Regions from separate parts of the Arachis hypogaea genome. Here region 1 is linked to region 2. A link is a contact called in public Hi-C data. All regions are on one chromosome and are shown on one strand. Each heading gives the region's core, a stretch centred on a gene start, on an enhancer-like site or on the middle of the called end of the contact. The rest is flanking DNA. Distances are from core to core; before and after follow the strand shown.

Region 1 (2,700 bases), core at 195-2,694, 190 kb after region 2:
GATAATGATTTACAAACATTGAATAATTGCGCAGCATTGTTTCTAACAGGTAAAAAGAGATGCAAACTTCAACAAGAGTTAACAACTGGGGGTAAAAGAGTTAAGAAGCAAACTCAAGAGAGTTCATGTTCGAGATCCATGAAAATTCCAGAAACTTCAGATCCCAGATCCAGAACCAGGCAGAATAGCTCATTCATGAACTTGGTTTCAAACATGATGAAAGGATTCTCACAATCAGCTGCAAATCCTGATCACCATCTTCTCTGGGATCATGATCAGATTCAGAATCATAATCCTGAGCCGAAAAGTACAGGACTCAAATCCGATTTCAAGTGCATGTCTTGTCCCATAAAATCTCATCAAGGCCTAGATGTTACTCCAATATCATGTTGTGCAGAGAACAATAACAGTCTTTACAAACAGTATTTGAAATCAAAAGAGTTTGAGGTAAAGATTAGGCCTGTGAATTTTCACAGCAGCCATGAAAACAGGACAAATAAAGAAGGAATAGAAATAAATTCATCTCCTACCATACAGGATCAGAATAACAATGAGAGTGCTGAATCCTACGCACCTTCAGAGAGGAAGGTAACAGATAAGTTCTTGAACAAAATTGATACTTCTGGAGGTGTATGGATGAATCGATTCTTGCCAAAATCAAGTGCTCAATTGATAACTTTTGATAACTCTGTACATCCAAATTCATATAAACACTTTTCTTATCTAAAAGAAACCAAAGAACAATGTGTTGATGATGACCACTTCCTCAAGAAAGAGGCTTCCATTGATGACATACCAAAGGTTGGGTTCAATCCCATTACACCTTTCCCTGGATTCAAAGATTCAGAACCAATGGCGGCCATGTTCGCGAGGAGATTAGGCGCAATCAGACACATACCAAGAGACGCCAAAGATAACTTGCCACACAGGTAAACATTAAACAATGTTTGCTTATTAGTTTTATGGGACAAGAAGAGTTCACCATCTTTTGTTAGCTTATTTGATCTTTTGATACTTCACATGAAAAACCAAATAATAATATGAACATCCTTTGAGAAGGTTTCAGAAATTGATTTTCTTTCCTTCATATTTTAGGCATCTAAATTAACACTAATGTTTGGAGCTGCAAGTAATTGGAATTGTCAACTCCTTTGAGAAGGTTTCAGAAAACCGCACCAGCAAAAGATCCAATCACTGACAACACTTGATTCATCTTCTTTCTGCATACTGAAGAAGCTTTTTCTCCTTATCCTGAGGGAAAAGCAGGTTCATTCTCAAGTTGTACATTGCTTTTTGTCTATAGTCTCAAACATTTCATACGTTTACACACAATTATCTATAAATGCTTTCTTCAGGCCATTGAATAATCCACCACATGTAATTTTATAGACAGACTTCTCTCATATTTTGGTTACGTCGATACCATTGTATTTTATAAGATGTGATGCTAACATCCATTACACGCATTGCGCTCCTCTTTAGGGAGGTTAGTCACATTATGGAATGTCATATGTAATATCACTCATATAATTTATCCAAACATTTACTTATGTATGTGCACAATTAGTATCACCAAGTTATATCTGTTATAACGAACAACCTAGCATACACAGATGAAATTGGTTAGTTAGCAAGTTAGAAGTTAGTTAGCTCGCTGTCCAGCTGGCAGACCCAGAGATTTATCACACGTGCACTCTTTCAGTCTTTCCAGAAATTGCCTTTTGGGAGCATACATGGTGGCCTCGGGAGAATGGGGTGCATGCTGGGCCTAATGTGGGCTTGAGATTGGATGCACGGACTCCTGGACTCTTTGACGATGTGGGGCGGATAGGAGGCAAACGGGTCTTGCTATCCCTTCATGATGCGGTGACAGGGGCGGCGGTGCATGGAGTCACCCTTGAGGGAACTGAGGCCAACACCACGGGAAGGGAGAGGGAAAGGCAGAGTGAACGGCGCCCGTCGGAGGCTGGACCCCGAGAGGCAGTGGCTGGTCCGAGGAGTTATGACGGGGCCACGGGTGGGGTTCCTGACGAGGTTTTCGAGGCGGTAAGGTTGGAAGGGTCAGTAACCCACGATGTGGCTAGGATGCAGGTGCCGCTGACCAGGGGAGGGGAGGAAGAGGCTAGTCCTGCTGCTGACACTGGGACGGGGAACCTGGTACAGGGAACCGGGAGAGGGAGCCCGTTGGGAACGCACCTAGCAGCCAGTGCAGATGCCCAAGCTATGGATCACGGCGGAAAAACATTGGAAACAGGGGCTGAATCTGAAACAGAGCGGCGACGACAGTCCGAGGGAGAGGAGGCCAGGTTATCGAATGAGGAGCAGATGAAGGACAATGAAGAAACATGGAAGTTGGCAGTGGAGTCTGGCGCTCTTTTAAGCGATGAAGAAGAGGATATTATGGGTATTTTGCAAGCCCAAAATGAAAAACTAGCGGCGAAGAGAAAGTTGGCGAAACAGAAGGAGAAGGCACGAAGGTGTCGTCCAAAGAATAAAAATAAAGTGAGAAAAAATTTGTCTTCATGATTGTGAGTTGTTGGAATATTAGGGGGTTGAGAGGTGACGGAAAATTGAGCATGGTGAAGTCGTTGAAGAAGAATTATAACTTAGGTATGTTGGGGTTGCTTGAAACAAAGAGGGAGGTAATTACTAAATATGATGTTGCAAGAATTTGGAGAAATAGTAATGCGGGTTGGGAGT
Region 2 (2,700 bases), core at 52-2,551:
GATTAGAATATTAGGAATCTTCTTGTGTTAATTGATATTGGGCTTAGTGCATCCCCCCCAAAAAAAACAAAGATATCATCTCACAGCAATCTAATATCATATATTTAGAAATTAGAATGATATTGAGAGCATGCTTTCTCTCTTTTCCTCTTAAAGCTTATAATTTCAAAACTTTTGAACATTTTGGAAGTAGCTAATAACAATTATATTAGCATAATTTAGTTTAATCATTACCATGTTACAATCAACCAAACAGTTCTTTGCTCTTATGTGAACAGAATATCTACTCTAAATCTCTAATGCACATTGTGTCTTGCAGGGTATCCCCAATGGGCATGATTTTCATTCCATGTTACAAAGGTACTCATCATCTTTTACTATTCGTGCCACATACTCACATGTTCTAATTCGATACCATAATACTTTAGAATTGTTTGTTCTTTTTATGTAATTAAATTTACAATTTAATTTTGATGTACTATCAGTGTAAAGCAGCTTTACACGTGCATGGGATTACTTTACTCGCAAAAATAACTACCGTTTACATTTACCGCATGAATGGTCATCCAAAAGAACTGATGTTATTGGATGACTTGGTAAAACATTTTACATTGTCGCTGCATCAGAATTAAACTCTTAAATTAAACGACCAACCCTAGCCAGAAAGTTGAGCTCTAGTATGTGAAATCTCGGATTCAATGAATGAACTTACATTAAGAATCATTCCGTAACTTTCTCTATTGAAAATGCTAATACATTCACTTGCATGTCGTGATGCTATCTGGTCTGCATTCTGATTTATCTGAACATTGGTTTGCAATTTTTTTTTTTCAGGATACAGCCATAAGCCTGAAGAGTTTGCAAGCATTCAAGATATGTCAAATGGAGTAAAAGTATTAGCACTCACACTTGCTAAATTGTCCCTTGAGTAATATCTTCTGTAGTGATATTTAGTATGTACTCACCATTGTAGAGCAAGGATATGTAATTTAATAATACTGATTAAATAATGTTAAATTTAGATGTACCCCATTACAGTGGTTGAACTTAATCCATCTAATATGACCAGTGAGCATTAAAGAAACACTTTTCGTAGAAAATGCTACCGCTTTTATAACGTTGCCACTTACCACACCGGAAAAGAAAAAAAAGGTAGTATAAGTTTAATTCAAAAGACAACAGCAGAAATTAATTAGAAAGGAACTACTAAGAATCTAAGATACTAAGATTGTAGAATCCAGTTGTATATAACCAACTAGAAAGAATATCATTATTATATTATAATACGTTATATTATATTATATATGTATTAGTTGTAGTAATCTATATTTAGAGAGATGAGATCTTACTTTTCTCAATTGGCCACACATAGAGTTTGACATTCTCATTTGTGATTATGATTGATGGAATAGCTGGATTCAACTAAACAAAAGCAATTAGGAAAAATAAGGGGGAAATTTATTTTTAGTTAGGCTGTTCTGTTGGAATAGCACAGCACTTTGTGGATACCTTGAATGTGTGAATGAGATTGAAGGTTGCAAAGGTATGTATTATAAGAAAAACTTTAGGTAGTTTGTTTTGAGATATTGGGACAGAGATTGAGAGACTGAGACACAGTATCATGTTTGTTGGCTCAAAGACTAACACTAAAATTTCTGTCTCTGTCCTTAAAATTTTAGTATTTCAGTACTTTCAAAAACTAGGGACACAGGGAACTGAAATTTTTAGAGACAGAGACTGAAATTTTAATAACATTTTATACCTAAAATATCCTCATTTTAATTAATTAATTCCAATTTTATTTTTTGTGCAAATTTAATTAGAATTTTATTCTTGTTTCAATTTATGTCTCTCACTTTGCACCAAACAGAATATTAAAATTTATTTCGATCTCTGTCTCTTAGTCTCTATCTCCCAGTCTCAGCCTTTCAGTCTCTATCTCTCTATCAAACGCCACCTTAGAGAAGACAACTGACTTTGAGTTTGGTTAAGATATTGTTTTAATCCCTTGAGCTAAATTCTAATTTTATTCTTAATATTTGAAATATCTTATTTGTTTTTAACGTTTTATTTCATTCTATTTAAGTTCTTTAGTAAAAAATTTACAATTACGATTGTTATCATTACATAGAAAAAAATATTTTTTAAAAAAATATTATTTTTATTAAAAAATAAAATAAAACAATTAAAAAAATAAGATATTTAAACATCAAAAATGAAATTAGAACTTGGCTTGTAACTAAGCAACTGTTCTTAAAACTTCTTGTAATATTAAAGGTAAATTACTTTTTTATAATTTATGGCCAGATATTGATAGTGTAAAATATTTTATGTAGTTGTCCATTTATATTTATTGGTTTATATGATCAATTACGGTCAACACAAAAAGTAGTTATTTTTGTTGATATAATATTACATAATTAGATAATGTATATAAAATTGTTTTATAGACAGTGTATCAAAACTAAATTCTATTTTAAAATAGATTCTATTTTCTCTTGATATATCGGGCTGCGTTTGTTTCTGAAAATAGGACAACGCAAGACATTGAGAACAAGACATAAAGGACAGAGACACAAAATTGTGTGCTTTTATATTCTGTTTCGTGATAAACTAGAACAAATTATGAAAATTCAATTTATTTTCATTTTTTTTCATTCAAAAAATTTGAGACGAAAAATATAATAATAAAAAATATAA

Evidence for each region. Hi-C and Micro-C count contacts between places; a contact is called where the count stands out from the background.
Region 1: a Hi-C map of leaf shows a contact between it and region 2, with 2.7 times the contacts expected there. The contact joins the promoter of LOC140182338 here to the enhancer-like site in region 2. A contact is called at or near these places in 3 of 8 Hi-C or Micro-C datasets (all in leaf).

What each region holds. Positions count from the first base shown.
Region 1 is chr19:125,687,701-125,690,400 of arahy.Tifrunner.gnm2.J5K5, forward strand. It overlaps LOC140182338, which reads left to right and starts at 1,445. Exons shown (of 6, transcript XM_072228504.1): 1 at 1,445-1,486; 2 at 1,568-1,622; 3 at 1,712-2,477; 4 at 2,549-2,642. The coding sequence starts at 1,445. LOC112778156 reads left to right here. Exons shown (of 4, transcript XM_025822509.3): 3 at 1-929; 4 at 1,096-1,554. The coding sequence ends at 1,108.
Region 2 is chr19:125,496,635-125,499,334 of arahy.Tifrunner.gnm2.J5K5, forward strand. LOC112776056 (ureidoglycolate hydrolase) reads left to right here. Exons shown (of 14, transcript XM_029295601.2): 13 at 320-360; 14 at 835-1,084. The coding sequence ends at 932. Among protein-coding and RNA genes, the nearest start is that of LOC112776056, 5.8 kb to the left of the region's middle. Within about 2 kb of position 1,302, at least 1 of the 3 cell types and tissues checked has open chromatin away from gene starts, as enhancers often do.